Regions from separate parts of the Rattus norvegicus genome. Here region 1 is linked to region 2. Evidence: chromatin contacts called from public Hi-C data. All regions are on one chromosome and are shown on one strand. The core of a region is the stretch at or near the end of the contact, and the rest is flanking DNA. Distances in the headings are between cores, read along the strand shown. Region 1 has its middle 16 kb from the start of Lifr. Region 2 has its middle 90 kb from the start of Lifr.

Region 1 (3,327 bases), core at 612-3,111, 74 kb before region 2:
ATAATAATAAACTTTGTTGAGGCAAATAATAAGATATAAATACAAAATTAAACTCCAAGCTTCCCTATAGCCATGAAGTAGGGAGTGGGAGTTTCCGTAGCTCTCATTGTCTAGGAAAAGAAGCCATAGCCTCATTTAGGAGAAGTTAGGAGAAGTTATTCCTGGGCCAAACTCTGTAAGGAACCTTGTCTAAAGAGTATTTATATGAGGAATACACAGAAGTCTAAGGTAAGAGAGACTCAACCCAGAATTTTGGGGCAGTGTTTTATTCAAGCAGAACACACACACTCTCTCTCTCTCTCTCTCTCTCTCTCTCTCTCTCTCTCTCTCTCTCTCTCTCTTCTGGTAAATAGCTTAAAATTGAGATTGTTGAAAGTCAGCTAGAGTTTTGCTTTGTTTTCTCACTGGCCACTGAAACCCAATCAAACACAGCAGCAAATCTTTTTGCCCGATTTCCTCCTCTAAAATGGGAGTAACGAAAAGCAGTGAGTTTGGAGAGTTGGGGGCGGGGAGGGGGGGAATCAAGTGAATTAACTGCTACAAAACCACACACCACTATGTCAACTGTGCTATAGTTTCCTTGGCTGGGCATTTTTCTCTACCCACCATGCATTGTCTTTAGTGCACACTGCAACAACTTCCTTTTGTGAAGATGCCTGGCATGTTGGCATCATACGTGAGTGACCTATGCTATGAATCTCAGTGTCCTTTTCTCTTTAGATAAAGGCACCATCTGAGTGCAGAGGTGCTAGGTGCAGTGTGAGAACAGCCAGCTGTGCGCAGAGGGCAAAGTCTGAGGGTAAGTGAGCCTGAGTATAGGTAAGGCCTGAGTGGGTATGGCTGAGACAGCTACAGAATATCCCTCCCATACTTCCCTGTACTGCTTGCTCTCACCCCGAGGCACCTAGAGACCAGTCTAGTAGGTCAAGTATGGGGAAAGTTGACTGCCTCGGGTTGTTAAGGCTAAGTAAGTTCCTGAGCCGGAAGCCTAGGCTTACGATTCATTGGGGGAAAGTAGCAAGATGAGGAAGCCTCGGAAAGGGAGGCAGGGATAACCTTGGGGAATAAACCCTGCCTGTCTTTCCTCATCCCCCTTCCTTTCCTCCAGGGTCCCAGTGAGCTCTGATCTGATTGGAATCTTCCTTTCACATCCTTCCTGTTCTTCTTAGCAACAGGCTTGATTTCTAGCCTGCCCCTCCGGCTGCCCTTCCTTCCTTCCTTCTTTTCTTCCTTCCTCCCTTCCTTCCTCCCTTCCTTCCTCCCCCTCTCTCATTCCTCCTCCTCCTCCTCCTCCTCCTTCTTCTTTCCTTCTGTTGTCTCCATACCTCTCTCACCCTTAGCCCATACCCTCCATCCCTTCCCTATGGCCCTCCTCTTTCTCATTACCAAGCGCTCCTCTGTTCCTCCTTTCTCCATCCACCTTCATATTTATCTGTTACCAATGTCATTTCAGGGCAAGGCACAGAATGAAAATGGATGCTTTCTTACTTCTTACATCAATCATACACTCAGGGTCCTGTGCTAATATTCTCAGTTGAGCTAATGGATCCCACAAAAGAGCAATTTGCTCCATTCTCGGTGGTTACATTAAGTCCATTATTTAATTTATTCCTACAGCTACTGCACTCAGTGCCTTGCCAGAGGCATCTCTCTTACAGATGGAGCAAGGAGCCAGAAGATTAAAGGATTGAGCTGAGGTCCAGCAAGAGGTAGTGGGGTTGATATAAAACCTGACCCAAATTCCTTAAATCCCTGAATATATTATTCTAACTAATGCACTTAATTCACAGACTTCACTATTCTGTGTAAAACCAAAAACAACAGTAAGAACCTGTGCTTCGGTTTGCAGTTTCTGACTGTGAAGACTTTTCAATGGTTACACATTTGCCAGAAGGCATAACTCAAGGTCACCGAAACACTGGGTGGTTGGAAAATAGGGCTGAGTTAAATAATTAAATAGCAGGAATGTCCCCCAGGATTTCTTCAGGTACCTAAACTAGTACACCGCCTGGTCCCCTATCGGAAAACAAAAGTGGCCATCACTATGACAGCTCTGGTAAACAGGGACATTTGCGTGGTGGTTCGTTTTCCCACTGGCACATAAGGTAACTGAGGTCACTGCTCTCCGAGGAGAAGTCTGTAGCTTGGAATTTCTTTTCCCCCGACATAACCAAGATATTTTGTTTAATCACCAAATCTTATGCTCAAATTGTGGACCAAGCCCGACTGCGCAAAGAATGCCACTAGAATCCACACGTTTAACCTCACTGGCTTTAATTTAGGAAAGAAAAACAGCCTCGTGGGGGTCCTCAGGGTGAGAGGTCACATTCTTGGCTTAGTAACCCAGTATTCTCTTTTTGTCATAGTTTTTTTTTTTTTGTTGTTTTTTTGTTTGTTTGTTTGTTTTTTGCCAGAGTCACTTTTCTCTTCCAACAGATAGTCAAGAGCTCAAAGAAACAGATTGTCAAAGACTTAGATACATAGCAATAGAATTCTGACATCACCAATACCTACAGTGATTTAGAAGACATTAGCTAAAAGCAGGTCTCAGACTCCTTAGTCACTGGATAATAATAACAAAAACTTAATAACAGTAATGAGCATTCATATTACCTATTAGGTACCAATTCCTCTTGATAGCTCTGGGGTCAGTTGTAGGAACGGATGTCCTCTCTTTTGGGGTTTTGTTTATTTGGGCTTTATGAGTTGTTGTTGTTGGTAGTGGTGGTGGTAGTGGTGTGGGTGGGTATGGGTGTGGGTGTTTATTTTTATTTTTTACAAAGGCAAAGATGTTCAGTAATTTGCCTGAGGCCACACAACCATTCAAACCACTGCGTTTGGGCTTCCAGCTCACTCTCCCAGTGCCTTCTGGACTCTGCCCCAGGAGGTAGGGTTGTGGTTGTTATGGCTGGCCACTGACTCCACCTAACACATCTAGCTTCTCCAGGCTCTCACAAGGAGCTACCTGTTCAGTTCAAGCTTTAATGCAGTTGGGTTCTAGCTTTGCTGTTCCCAAAGGCTATGCTCAGAATCCCTTTGTTTCCCTCTAGTCCATGTGTTGGTTACAAGCTCAGTGACTAGCTCAGTGTGTGCACATGTGAATGTATGTCTTTGTGGCACATGTCCATCGTGCAAAGGACAGAGCTCAACCTTGGGTGTCATCCTGTCCACCATACTTTTTGAAGCCACTGTGATGTGGGGGCTTGTCAATGAGGCCACAGTTGTTAACTATTGAGTCCCAGGAATCCTTCTGTCTTGCTTTCTCAGCACAGGATTACAAGTATATACCACCATGCCCAATTGTTATAACTTGGGGAGTTTTATTGT
Region 2 (3,374 bases), core at 516-3,015:
ATCTGTGATAGATGGAGTTACTGAGATTGGGAGAAAGTCTTAGACTTTGCTTGAGTAAATTGAGTAAAAAAAATGTGCTCTATGGGGCTGGAGAGATGGCTCAGAAGGTCTTAAGTACAATTCCCAGCAACCACATGGTGACTCACAGCCATCTGTAATGGGATCTGATGCCTTCTTCTGGTGTGTCTGAAGACATTGACAGTGTACTCACACATATAAAATAAACAACTCCTTTTTTTAAAAAAGTACATTCAATTCCAGACATTGTGATATACATTTTAAAATGTCCTCTAAGCAAAATCAATACCATATTTTAAGATGTGGAAGTAAGGAAAAATGAAGCTTGCTTGGGTACTTGCCAGCAATCACTGGAATTTCTATAGAAAATTTGTAGACAGTATTAAGAGATGAGGCCAGTAGGAGTCTGGTCAGTGCAGGCTAAGAAAGACCAAAACAGGTTTACTAGGTTCACTGAAGAGATTCTTCAGAATTTTAAAGGATAGAGAAATGATTAGCTATACTTGGAGAAACACACACACACACACACACACACACACACACACACACACACACACACAAACACCCTGCCTACCTACCTATCTCTGGGAACAGAAAGAAAAAGATAGGCCTCATGCACAACAGTAGGTGACCAACAGAAAACAAACCCAAGGGTTATCTTTTTGTAGATTTTTATTTTTGTCTTATATTAATTTGTTTAGGTATTTTGTATCTTACTACTAGTCTTTGAGGATATATTATGGTTTCAGGTTGGGGGTTTTATAGGTTTTGTTTTTCTTTGTGTGTGCCTCTGTCTGTGTATTTGTTTCTTTTTCTTTCTTTTAAAGTTCTAGACTTTGTTATTGTTGTTTTGACTGGCCTTTTTGTTTTCTAAAAGGATAGAAAGGAAGCACAGAGTTGGATGGGTGGGGATGTGTAGAGATCTGGGAGGAGATGGAGAAGAAACCATAACCAGAATATATTTTAGGAAAAAAAATATTTTCAATAAAAACACAATGAACTGTCTTGAGGGTTTGCTTGCTTGGTTGTTTTTTGTTTGTTTTATTTTAATAAGGCTACAGAATGATCGAATGGATCCCCAAGGAATTCTTCCATTTATAGGGAAGTAGAAACAAGGGGGAAGCAGGCACAGTAGCCGAGGAGTTGGCACAAAGTCAGAGAAGAGTTGCAGGTTGTGAGAATGAAGACGAGAGTATTCAAAGCCAGGCCAATGACGCAGTTGACTCAGGAAGTAAAGACTCCAGTTGTCAAGCCTGATGACCTGAACTCAATACCAGGATCCATTTGGTGGAAAGATAGAGTAGACTTCCAAGCCTTGTTCTCTGTACTGCATATGAGTGTGAGGCAGGCTCACACCCCTCCTCCAATAAAAAAAATATATGTTATAAAAACATGAAAAATAGAGCGTCCATCATGGAGGAAAGTTCAAAACAAAGGCCAAGACAGAAGTATTCCCATTGAATGAGCAACTAGGAAGCTCTTAGTACAAAAGTTTCTGTAAAGATGGAGAAGTGAAAATGAGGAAGAGGAGACAACAGGTACCACATGCTCTAACCTACTGGCTTGGGGGCTTTGGAGATAGCTCGACCAATAAAGTGCTCATGACGCAAGCAAGCATTAGGACCTAAGTTCAACCCTCAGAATGCACGTAAGATAAACCAGGGGCGGGTGAACGCTTGTAGTGCCAACACCTGTGAGATGGACATAGGAGGTTCCCTGGGGCTCTCTGCCAGCCCAAAGGGCAAGTTCCGAGCCAGTAAGCAACTATGCCTAATAAAACAGAGTGAACTGTGCCCAGGAATGCCAGATGAGCTTGTACTCTGATCTCCACTCACGTGTACCCACATGTATGCATCCACACGTGGGTACACACAGAAATGAAAAAATGAAAGAAAACCCTGTCTCTGAACAAATGAAGACACTTCATTTAAGAAAAGTATGACATCTTTAGGGGAGGGAGTGTTTGTTTTTAATTTTATAAAGATAGGAGAAATCTGAAGACATTCCTTTGTGAGTAGAGATACAGAAGAACAATAGAGGTCATGAAAGGATCAACTTCCTAGAGACAGGGAAAGGATAGTGTATTAGTCAGGGATCTCTAGAGTAAAGGAATGTACAGAATGAATCTCTCTCTCTCTCTCTCTCTCTCTCTCTCTCTCTCTGTATGTATGTATGTATATAGTATATATATGCACATATGCACATACACATACAAATATGCATATATGCACACACATATTAGAATGATTTACAGGTTGTGATCCAGCTAATCCAACAATGACTCCCTATGTACAGCAGGTCCAACAATGTCTCAGCTGGTATTCAATATATTTCAGAATCCCAAAGAAATAGACCAGTGAAGAAATGGACTTTCTAATGAGAGTGGGAGGAAGCAGACAGAGAGAGAAAAGAGAAAAAGAGAAAGGGGAAAAAAGACAGGGGAAGGGGAGGGGGAGAGGGAAGGGGAAAGGAAGGGGGAGGGAGAGGGGGAGGGAGGGAGAGACTTCCTTCTTTGTCCTTTATATAGGCTGCCACCAAAAGGCATGGCCCAGAGTAGTGGTGGACTTCTCACCTCAAAAGATCTGGATTAAAGGCGTGCCTTCCCATCTAAAGTGCCAGTTAGAAGTGGATCTTCCCACTTCAAATGATCCAACTAAGAAAAAGATCCCTCACAGGCATGCCCAACCATTTTGGGTTTCAGTTAATTCCGGATGCAGTGACGCTGATAACCAAGAAGATCCTTCACAGATGGAGTCTCCAGCCCTAATCAAATTTCCCTGAAACTTTATGACAAAGACTTCTTCCGTGGATACTTGGGGCCTCAGGAAAAGATGGATACAGCTTCACCCATTGGGTAGGACAGAACCTGCTAGGACGACCAGAGTTCCCTCTGGTGCCTCTCATATTGCCCGATACCCACTAGGTAAAGCCCTTTGTGGACCTATGGGAAGAAAGGTGTGGATGGGTTTGAGGACGTGGAGATGGGTAAGAACGAGTAAAATAAGCACCGTGGAGGGTGGGGAGGAGAGGCAGTACATCAAACACAATAGGATTCTTTCATTAAAATGAGAGCTTCCTTCCTTAACAACGAGAGAGAAAATGTCCACCTGCTGGATTCTTTTTGTTTTGTTTTGTTTTTTTCGGAGCTGGGGACCGAACCCAGGGCCTTGTGATTGCTAGGCAAGCGCTCTACCACTGAGCTAAATCCCCAACCCTGTTTTTTTTTTTTTTTTTTTTTTTTTTGTTTTGTTTTGTTTTGTTTTGTTTTGGTCCTGCTGGATTCTTGACATGGGGCAAGGCTGGTACCTTTCCAGGCTGCCCTGTTTCTTATGCTATGCGCTGTCTTGGAGGCTCTG

What was found. A called contact is a pair of places that touch in the nucleus more often than the background predicts.
Region 1: a contact with region 2 is called in a Hi-C map of kidney, with 2.0 times the contacts expected there. The contact joins two enhancer-like sites. A contact is called at or near these places in 2 of 12 Hi-C or Micro-C datasets (kidney and psoas muscle).

Annotation. Positions count from the first base shown.
Region 1 is chr2:57,945,810-57,949,136 of GRCr8, reverse strand. No RefSeq gene overlaps it. Among named protein-coding and RNA genes, the nearest start is that of Lifr, 16 kb to the left of the region's middle. Within about 2 kb of position 1,861, at least 2 of the 93 cell types and tissues checked have an H3K27ac peak or open chromatin away from gene starts, as enhancers often do. A contact at or near this core is called in kidney, where this site is marked.
Region 2 is chr2:57,871,217-57,874,590 of GRCr8, reverse strand. No RefSeq gene overlaps it. Among named protein-coding and RNA genes, the nearest start is that of Lifr, 90 kb to the left of the region's middle. Within about 2 kb of position 1,765, at least 6 of the 93 cell types and tissues checked have an H3K27ac peak or open chromatin away from gene starts, as enhancers often do. A contact at or near this core is called in kidney, where this site is marked.